3 separate regions of the Mus musculus genome follow, and regions 2 and 3 are each linked to region 1. Evidence: chromatin contacts called from public Hi-C and HiCAR-type data. All regions are on one chromosome and are shown on one strand. The core of a region is the stretch at or near the end of the contact, and the rest is flanking DNA. Distances in the headings are between cores, read along the strand shown.

What was found. A called contact is a pair of places that touch in the nucleus more often than the background predicts. HiCAR-type assays count read pairs that join an accessible place to other places.
Region 2: a contact with region 1 is called in a HiCAR-type map of astrocytes, with 2.2 times the contacts expected there. The contact joins two enhancer-like sites. A contact is called at or near these places in 4 of 484 Hi-C or Micro-C datasets (the HL-1 cell line, liver, muscle stem cells and 1 more), 2 of 115 datasets of contacts at active chromatin or transcription factors (astrocytes and embryonic stem cells) and 1 of 9 other capture datasets (embryonic stem cells).
Region 3: a contact with region 1 is called in a Hi-C map of forebrain, with 2.2 times the contacts expected there. The contact joins two enhancer-like sites. A contact is called at or near these places in 2 of 484 Hi-C or Micro-C datasets (cerebellar granule neurons and forebrain) and 2 of 115 datasets of contacts at active chromatin or transcription factors (neural progenitor cells and stem cell-derived neural progenitor cells).

Annotation. Positions count from the first base shown.
Region 1 is chr16:43,463,350-43,466,793 of GRCm38.p6, forward strand. The region is part of intron 5 of Zbtb20 (zinc finger and BTB domain containing 20); the gene reads left to right. Among named protein-coding and RNA genes, the nearest start is that of Gm15713, 45 kb to the left of the region's middle. Within about 2 kb of position 1,537, at least 151 of the 459 cell types and tissues checked have an H3K27ac peak or open chromatin away from gene starts, as enhancers often do. A contact at or near this core is called in astrocytes, forebrain, liver and 2 more, where this site is marked.
Region 2 is chr16:43,800,454-43,803,897 of GRCm38.p6, forward strand. The region is part of intron 2 of Drd3 (dopamine receptor D3); the gene reads left to right. Among named protein-coding and RNA genes, the nearest start is that of Gm26074, 32 kb to the right of the region's middle. Within about 2 kb of position 1,493, at least 150 of the 459 cell types and tissues checked have an H3K27ac peak or open chromatin away from gene starts, as enhancers often do. A contact at or near this core is called in astrocytes, liver, muscle stem cells and 1 more, where this site is marked.
Region 3 is chr16:43,169,288-43,172,731 of GRCm38.p6, forward strand. All of the region lies in intron 2 of Zbtb20 (zinc finger and BTB domain containing 20), which reads left to right. Among named protein-coding and RNA genes, the nearest start is that of Gm25873, 45 kb to the left of the region's middle. Within about 2 kb of position 1,569, at least 15 of the 459 cell types and tissues checked have an H3K27ac peak or open chromatin away from gene starts, as enhancers often do. A contact at or near this core is called in forebrain, where this site is marked.

The DNA.
Region 1 (3,444 bases), core at 287-2,786:
CACTCGTCCCTAGGTCCAACCATTTTTAATTTTAACTTCTAGATCAGAGCTTTCATTTATTGACAAAATTTATAATATCCTTTTACCAAGAAGTACAAGCCTGAAAAGTAAATAGGCTAAAAATTTGTGCAAAATTATAAAGTCTAGGAAGAAAAATAAAAGAAATCCAGGATTCACATGTGCCTGCAAGTTTATAGAATGCGCCATTTCTTTTCAGAGAAGACAGGAAGTTTTTTAGGGGAATAAAAAGAAGAAATGGAGAAACAAAACTTGATTTAAAATGAAAAAGAGAACATTTATTATTTAAAGACCAAACCTGCCTGCACTGAGCAGATTTGGATAAATATTACTTTGGACTGCTTTTAGGAGATTCTGGGGCAATGAAATCAAATGATCAAGTCACTACCAAGAGGCACCACCTAGGAAATCCTACAGAGACAGGCAGTCATCTCAGATAATAGCTAAGTAACCGTGACCGTGGGTATCCTGCTCATTGCATCTCCCTTTGTCCCTCGATCACATTGCCACCTCCCCGTCTGTGGTGGTTCCTGTGCTGCAGTGGTCTGCACCAAATGACGAGGTCTCTGATTTCACATCTATGTGGCTTTCACTATCAGTCCTAGAAGCCTGCAGCAGACATATTTAATACAGGAGAATGCAGGGAAAGATGCTAAGGCTAAAGTCAAATGTGACATTTTATCTGACATAGGAAGGAGGCTGGTTAGACTCCTCAAGGAATGGTGCTGTGTTATACAACAGGGCCAGGTCCTACCTGGCCCTAAGCCATCTCATTCCCTGTTCATTCTCAGTGGTGATACAGCCGGTCAGCTAATGCTTTGGATGATGTTGGTGTGCATGCTCATCGTTACCACTGTGTCTTCCTACCCTTCCCTTCCCCTTCGTTACCTAGCACTGCATATTTCTAGTCCTCTGACTGGCAAATCATTTTGTAACAGCTCTTTTGTGTAAAAACAGTTCGCATAATAGCTCAGTGTTAGACAAGGCATTAATCCTCACATCACCAAGATGAGTCAGCACGATGAACTCCTGCCCGCCTAGCTCAGCTATTATGACGTCAGTGCTTTGGGGCAAGCATGAGACACAAACCGTATAGGAGACCTGTGTCACCTAGTAGAAATCAAGTCGGGAGGCCTCTAATTGAAAGTCCGTGTGGGCCTCATAGGAAATTGTGAAGCTAATTCTGTGCTACATCAGCAGAGCAGTTTCTGGACTTTTTTTTTTTTTTTAGCAGAGTAAGGCTGGGAAAAGAAAACCGTGTCACAAGCTGATAGTCCATTCATGTACTCATGACCTTGTCCTACCCCAAGCCAGGCTTCATGCTTGCTTGCTTGACTTGTTAGAAATCCTCAAGTTGCCTTTATGCCAGCAGGATGACGGAGCCAGTAACAGTCCCGTGTCCTCAAGTGCTCCCATGGACAGCAGCTGATGGCTCCAGGGTGCTGCTCTAGAGGCCCCTCAGCAGCAAAGGAACAGTTCCTTGGGAACAAACCAGAGCATTATCCCCAGGGCCTCTCCTTCCCAAGCGCCTCCTCAATGACCTCCTCGGGACAGGTGCAAGACTCAGCCTGTTTGACCTTCTGTCCTTGGCACTGCATGCAATGTCCGCATCTGGAATTGACCCAGATTTAAATAGGAGTTGAATAGCTGCCACGATTTCCTGCAAGAGTTTTCTGTCCCATTATTCTTCGGCAGAAACAGAAAGGAAAACTCCACAATCTACCACGCTGCCTCAAAGCAGATGACACAGACTAGCCCTGTTTGGGGAGCCCAGTTCTTGTCAGCAAGGCTTCTCTGAAATTCAGACCCAGATATGTTCTCTTGCCAGTCCTTTACAATATTAAAAGTTAATCATCAGAAGGTGGTAATGTATTCCATTACTGACATTCTGTATTAAAAAGATGCTACATCACAGCCTCCATCCTGCCCTGCCCCATCTAACTCTCACCCAAGCCAGTCACCAACCCCTGTGATAACCCAGAAAATGCCTCAGTGCTGGGATTTTCCACTTTCATTAGAGTGCTAGTAGTCTCTTACCATGCTTCTAAGAGCTATGGCTACTGCTTGGCTTGGTTTTGATTAATTATGCACAGTTCTTTATTTAGTTTTCAGTCAACAAACGTTTATAGAAAGCCTGTAACAGTGCTTAGTTCTGGGAACTCCAAGATAAATGAGAAATGCCACCTTTCATTAAGAATGGCACAGTCTGGGGTTGAGAGAACAGCTCAAGCTGGAACACTTGTAGCTCAGTGAAGTGGAGCGGGAGTGCAGGCCTGGGCTTGCCCCACAGCAATGCAGAAAAAAAAAAGAAAGAAGCCCTCAGTGTTCTAGGGACGATGACCATGTGCAAAGGCTGTTTTGTGACCAGCACTGGAATTCAGGTATCTCCAAATGCTTACCCATAGAGAAGGTTCAAGCTGGCTCAGAAAGTGAAAATAGTGACTAGGGGTTTACCAAGTGGGCACAGGAGGAGAGAGAGAAAGGGGTTTGTTGTTAGAGAAAACAAGAGCATTTAAAAGTGAGAAGGCACCAAGTAACCGCCAGGTCTAGCTACTGAGTTCTCGAGTGTGCTAGCATGTGATAGACAGGAGTCAAGTCAAAGGGGCCTCTGATGCCAAGCAAAGGAGTTTAGACTTGATCGTACACCCCTGAAGATAGTTTAAAGAAACCTAAGGCAATTGCTTAAGACTTGAACTGTGCAGTGAGTGAACTGTGCAGTGAGTGGAGATGAGATGTCATTTCAGAGTGCTGACTCAGGCATTAACATTTGTGTAACTCAAGCATATCTTTGCCTTGCCCTTTAGGAGAAAGGCTGATGTTACCGTGGTTGCCAAACTTAAAGCCAAACCCATCCTTATGGGAGTTCCACTGAAGGCCTCAGTCTAGCATCACACTGAGCTGCTGCCTGCTAGCCTTGAGATGTACAGGGTTCTTCTGCCCACAGGGGGCATGGGATAGCTAGGAGAGAGAATATGAGAGACAAAAGCACTTTTAAATAATGGCTCTCTAAAGTCAATCAATTCCCGATTTCCTGTCATTTTTCCATTGCTGCCTTTTTCTAAGCAAAATTTCCAAGCCATTGAACTGAATTGAAACTTATGCACAGCCGGGTGTTGAAACAATTCAGTATATTCATTCCTTCTCTCTGAATTAGAGTTCACCATAAGTGTGCTTTTCTCTCGTTCACTCTGGGCTGCCAGGACAATTTTAAAGGAGAATTTCAGCAGCTTGTGTCTCACGTACCATGTTCTCTTTGCAAACTGGAGTATCTGCGTGGGTGTGTTTAAGTTGTCTCTATACTGCTTTCTAGAAAGGTTTGAGAAGATGCACACGATGAAGAGTAGGGACCTATTACAAACCCAGATCCCCCAGTGACCTGAGTGCAGAACGTAGGCTGGTGATCAGATGGTCAATTATGTGTTTGTC
Region 2 (3,444 bases), core at 243-2,742, 340 kb after region 1:
GCTTTCCAGTCATTTGCAAAAAGCTTTCTCCTTCAACAACTCCACCAGGGGAGTCCACAGAACTAAAGATTTATTGAGCCCCCTGTCTGACCAAATAAAAGGTGGTGAAAAGCTGCCTTCAGAGCTCTGGGCTCATTAAACCCAGGCAGGGAGTTAGAGTCAGGCCCTCCCACTCAGACCGGGCTCGTCTTTCCCCCAGCAGTCACGGCGAGAACCCCCCACTTGAGGTTAATGATAGCTTCAGCTGGACAGTCATGATATTAAGACCTTAATGAGCGATCGGCCACGTCGACCGAGAATCAGAGGGCGCTCCATGTGTGCTGAAGGTCCTGCTGTCCCTCGTCACAAGTCCCAAGCTAGACCCTGATCTTCCAGAGATTTAGACAGTCCCCCATTCTTGACAAAAGTTAGGGAAGGTCACCTGTGAAGGTCACGCCTGCAGCGCACCACTAGAAGTATAATTTCCTGTTATCCTAATTTGTGTGAATGCACAGGCAACAAAAACAAATATAGCTATCATTTATAAACAGTCCAGCAAAGTAGGTACATTGTCCCATTACATGTGCACATGTCAGTGGGCGTATGCGTATGTACACACACACACACACACACGGGTGGGGTGACTAGAATCACAAAGCTATTAGGTAATAGATGAATGGAACCAAAAGTCACTGCCCATCTTTTTATTTCCCCAGGGCTGGGGATGGAACCTACCACTTAGAATGTGCTAACCTTTGCATTCTTCCATGGAGAGACAGCTCCAGGGTTATGTTAGCTCAAGCCACCAACACAAGTCTGTGATCCTCCTGCCTCCACCTTCACCCCCTGAATGCTGACCTTGTAGGCATGTGCCACCAAGCCAGCTTGTGCAGCCAATATCTCCTACAATAAACTGCCCTGGAGCCTCACCCTGGGGCCCCTAGCTGTTAAGTCACACTGCCAAGTTCAGTATCTAAGCCTTACAGCAAAGCGACTCTAGGCTGTTTGGTTCCTTGTGCCCGTTTAACATCAACAACTACCCCAGCCCTTCAACAGTGGCTCACACAAGAAAGTTCTCGACACTTGTCTGATAAATAAATTTAATGTGCACTGCCTGACAACCAGGAGGGGGAAAAAATCACAATCATAAAACCTAAAGTCACACAGAACAATCATGAATCTCTTAGGCTAGCCCAATAATGATGGCGATACAGTAAGAACTGCCTTTTGGATTTTAAGTTGTATTAAAAAACAAACAAACAAACAAAAAACTTCACAAATGTAATCTCATTCAATAGCTGTGAACAGTTCTGTTAGACAGAAAATTTGAGTCAGAAAACTCCAGCCGCGGGCCTCACTGTCTGACAAGCTAGCTGCAAAGCTGGATTTCAGCCCTAGGGCTTTACCAGAGCGAACATTGACTGCACTCGGGTCGGCTGAGTACTCTACAGGAGAGAGGGCCGAAAGAACTAGATGCTGCAACACAAAGAAGGGAGTGGGACTGGGAACACCTCCAAGGGAGGTGGCCCTAGCCAGGGTTCCTTCTCCAGCCAAGCCGCGCCAAGCCAAGCCTGACCCAGCGCCTCCGCGGTTGGCCTTGAGCAAATCGCTCAGAGAGGAAACCAGAGGCTAAACAAGTCTCGCAGGGTGAGAATGCGGGGTCCTCGCAGGGCTCCAGGAACTAAGTGGGGAGGTTTTCCGGCTCTGCCTCCCCACAGAGCCTGGAGAGCCCCCAGGTGAGTCGTGAACTTCTCACCCCGGCAGAGCTGGCGAAGTTCTTGCTGCATTTTGGTGCCCTCCAATGGTGGATTTTGGAACAGCCTCGAGGTCTTAGCCACCCACCTATGACATGCTGGAGGGGGCCTCATTTATTCTAACGGCTTAATCATTTAAGAAGAAGAAGGGGGGAAAAAAAACATACTGTGACAATAAAAGACTGTAGTCTTGTCTCTCATCTCTTACCCCAAGTGAGCAAGAAGGTTTGACAGAAATTCTCCCTAATGCAGACTCTCTCAGACTTGTCTAATAAGATACATTAGATGTTAAAAATACACGTCTCTGGGTTTTACTTTAGAAGTACCTCATGGAAACCACTAGGGAAATAACTTGGGGACGTTCATTTTAACAGTACACCCCCACACTCTCCAACTCCCACCCCCACGTTCCCCACACCCTAACACGCTGGCAATTAGCAGAGTCAAGATACTTGGGGAGGTTCAGTTCTGAGCATTCACACTGGTCTCCCGAGTACAAACAAGTGGGATGCCAGCAAACCCATGTTTCCCTGCAGGGCTAAGACAGCTACATGTGCCTTGGACAGGGAATGGGGTCCTTGTCAAAGGCACTGGTCCTAGAGATGGGAGACCTGGCTCTGCAAGGACAACTCCAGTCTGAAACTTTAGATCTATCCTGCCTTCCCTGAAGTTCTGGCTCCTCTCATAAAAAGAGCTACGTTCAGTATAGTCTCTTGCTCATAGAAGTGATGGAGCCTCCAAAGAGCTGATGAGCATTAAAGTGTGTTTAAGACAGCATGCCATTCCCACTAGTGTGCTAGAACCATGCTGGTGAGAGCAATATTCCAGGAATGTTTCAAGTTGGTAATCAAGCCTTTGGTGGTGGCTTGACATGAGCAGTGGTGGGAGTATTTGCGCAACAAAAATTGATGCATGTTACAAATTGGGGCTTTGTGTGTGTGTGTGTGTGAGAGAGAGAGAGAGAGAGAGAGAGAGAGACAGAGAGACAGAGAGACAGAGACAGAGAGACAGAGAGAGACAGAGAGAGACAGAGAGAGCAAGAGAGGAAAAGAAAGAAAGAGGAAAAGAAAGAGAGAGGAAAAGAGAGAGAATTGTTAGCACATCACTGAATATTTAGCATGTCTGGATTCTTTTACCCGTTAATTTTTTTTTGCCCACACATTTTGGTGTGTGATGTTTTTGTTTATTTTCAGTTTTTATAATAACATTTTATATATAAAAAAGCTAGTATGAAAAACAAGGAGGACTTTGCCTACAGCAAGCCCAAGCCAAAGAACGTGGTTGCCATCTTCCCACTCTCCAGACTTCAGCTAGCTGTAGCAGTTCCTCCATGACAGCAGCAGGATTTAAGTCTCAGCCCCTCCTCCAAAGGCTCCTGGGGTCACCATGAAGTGACCCTAGTGACCACATTTGATTTGGAGCCCTAGCAGAAAAGAAGTCCTCAAACTGATAGGCCTGGAGGACCACCAGGTGGGGGTGTGCTGTGTAACTGCTCCAGAAGAAAAGAATGGGGCTACCATGGACCCCCTTGGAATCCATGGGGACTCAACAGACTTTAACTCAAGAACCCCATTTCTCCCTCTTCAGAAGGAAGCCACTCGCTCTCATCTCAAGACTCACAGCAGTCTTTATGCTGTTCTGTCAGGAACACAGGTGTTAATTCTTGGAAAGTAGCTACATAAGAGGCACAGGTGGAACACGGACATTGGAC
Region 3 (3,444 bases), core at 319-2,818, 290 kb before region 1:
ATATGTCATTCACTTAGATTAGTAACTGTTATATAACAATTGATACAAGGTTAATTATTACTTGAATTTATAAACAAGTTGACATAAAGTGCCACCGTTGGAAGGGAACTTAGAGATCTAGATCTTTCCACTTCAGACAAACAGAAGCAAAGCCCTGGTGTACCTAAATGTTAAGCAACTTGGCAAGATGGTTCAAGTGGATAATGGCAGTATTGGGCACAACAGAGACTCCTTGTGCTCATTTTAGTGTCCATATGCTACAATAGCCCCATTATTAAAGAGGCTGTAATGTGATCACATACGCTCATTCTCACTGATTTTGGACAATTCTTCATGCTTAGAGTGAAAGTGTGTGTCTTACTAGTCCCTCTCTTACTCTGTCTCCACTCTTGTATAAGGGAATAAGTTACTTTCTGGGTTGCTTCCAGACAGGAGATAAATCCATGGTTATGTAATGAGATCTCTTTATTCTAGAAACACTGTGCCACACTGTTTACTTGTGACTGACCCTTCAGTCAGATTAATATTCTAGAATTACTAGAAACTGTTCCTGTGAGACTCTGCTTCTGATTCATGTGTTCTGATAGTTTTATCTGTTAGTGTTCACAGAAGTATTATATAATCAAATTTTAAAAGTAATGGGGAAAGCTGTTGGCATTCATTAAATTCAGTGTCTGTGTTGAATGTTCTTATCTAATTTGGGAAGAAAACAAGGTATTCTTGGAATTATCCAACAGAAATCAGATCAATAACTCTTTTAAAAAGACTTTTAGGTATATGATCTGATTTCTTGAAAATAACCAAACTGTTTAGCATACTTATTTTACTTTAGTTTTAGGAAATAACCATTCTCTTTGTGTATTTGTGCTTTAAAATTACTGTACAAGAATTGGCATTTTGGCAAAATGTATCCCATAGTAGTTTAGCAGGAGTCTGTGCTCCAGTCAATTCTCAGTTCATTACCACAGTTTACATCTTGGCTTTAATAATTAAGACTTAGTTATAATAGTCTTAATAGCTATGCCTTTCACCATTGCTAATGTTTGGGAGATGAGATAACTATATGTGGTAAATCAAGGCACAATGTCTTAATTTCAATTGTAATAAAATATAGCTAATTTAGTGAACTTCATTTTCATTTCTTTGCCTGCTAAACAATTCCTCCAATGTAGTGGGATTTGTTTTGTTTGTTTAAGAATATAAAGTGAGTGATATTATACATATAATATCACTTCTAGTGCTAGAACTGATAATGGCTATCAAGGAGGCCACCCTCTTTGACTTTTAGATGAACAAACTGACACTATACAAGAAAAAGGTATTGGAAATGTGTGATTTTATAACTTGAATTTCAGCAATAGGTATATTGTTATTTTCCTAAATATAGTTGACTCTGGAGAAACAACTATTCAGTTTTACAGGTACTCTGACCCAAAAAACTAACCAACATTGTGTTTCTATGTCTAGACTATACACACTACATTAAGCCTGGTCACATGCTAGCACAGTGCAGCATGTCTGCCTGGCTGGCTTTCTAATTCTTGTCAGTTCACAGTGATGTTAAAGACCACATTGAAACCGTAAGTGACTACTGTTAAGTCTATTTCATCATTAGCTGCAAGTCTAAACAGTCACAGTAATGAGGCGGCATGGACTCTGCATGGTCTACTAAATATTTTTAGGAAGTGGAAACCCCTTCTGGAGTTCTGAGAGAAACATCACTACGAAAATGCCTTTAAAAGTACTCCAGCATAAACACTGCAGTGGAACATTTCATTAGCTTTTCGAGAACAATAAAGAAATGTGGAGCATAATAGGCTAATATGTTTAAGTGGCCTTGGTAGAACCCTACTTAACTCAGTGGGATTTTCTGCAGCATGCAGAGGTGAAAAACCATTGCCTATATATGCATTTTGTAAGACTGCCTTCTTCCTCATTGCATGCAGTGTATATCAAAGAGAAGTGACTTTCTGTCTGTAATTCTAAAATGAAGAAAATCTCAAAGGACACATTTTAGAAGCATCAATATTTAGGTGGGATGATCAGCAACCAACAGGCTAGCTTTTGGCATCCTGGATTATTGCAAGATAGAGAAGGAATAAATTGAATATTAGCATAGCCCAGCCTCCTAGAGCTTCCATTGCTATCAGAGATATAAGATCCTAAAATACACAAGAAAAAGACATGATGTAAGCCAAATCTTATTGGTTATAAATTACAAAGTCTAATTCAAGTAATGAAAAATTATTTTGCTATTTACACTTTAATTCTATCCTGCCAAAAACTTGAATGAAGTAAAATGATAATTTAATAAAAAACAAAGTGGTAATTTTTTAATGGTTTTATTAGGATTCACGTAACTACACTGAATGCAGCGCTGGCCTTGCAGTATGATCTTCTGCCAATACCTTTAGCTCTTGGAGCGTCTGCTTTCTCTAATATAAATTGGGACTCATTAGTCCTAGGGACACTGTGATCTTTGTAATTTGATTAAGCTTTTAGGGAAAAATGTAAATTCAGCATACAATTAAAATGTTTTAAGAAAGTTCAAAAAGACCTACATGAGAACAAATTAAAAGTATTAAGTATTTTCCTTTATGTAAATAAATTATCATTAAAATTCATTGAAAAGTCAGAATCCGTGTTCACATGACATTGAATTAGTGATACAAAGAAAAAAACTTTTGAATGACAGATAGCTTGAGTGGCTGAGACAGCGTATTTAAGCTGTTACGTTTGTTTCCCTTACTGTCAAACCCTATCTTCAAAAAGCTATCAACTAGTTATATTGATAGATGGAATCTGTCCTTCAATTCCAGGATGTGTTTTCTATCAAATGTTCTCTTCTTTGGTTGTTGGAGTCTATATGCAAAATAACATATAAACACAAATGTAAAACCCAGCTGTAATTGTTGCTAGCAGTTGGGGACATCATAAATTCCTTCAGAAGTAAACTTGTATTGTAAATATCACCAGAGCCACTCTGTAGGAGTGTGAAAACTCTAAACAAAACTTAGTGAAGACAGTGCATGTGGCTCTTCCTCCGCCAGAGGATCGTTTCCTAGCTACCCTACATGCTCCAGTGGAATCTCACAAAAGGCTCCAGGCTCTCCAAGTTAATCCAACAAAGAATCAAGTGGGTTTATTTTAAAATTTACCCTTAAATATGTTTGCTAGTTTTGAAATTCTGATTTTGTGCTTTGCTTGTGTAATTCAAAAACAGCTTTAGTTTAAAAACAAAAATTGGCAAAAATACTAGTGCATTATGTGTTTTAATCACGTATGGTGTTTTGAAAACGACTCAAAATTGAGAAAATTATTTCATTGTAATTACAGTTCAAATGCATGGATTTTCTTTCTCATAAATTGTGTAAAATAAAATAAAAGCAACAGACTTCTTAAATGAGTAGTATATAAATAATGAATTATATAATTATTCTATAA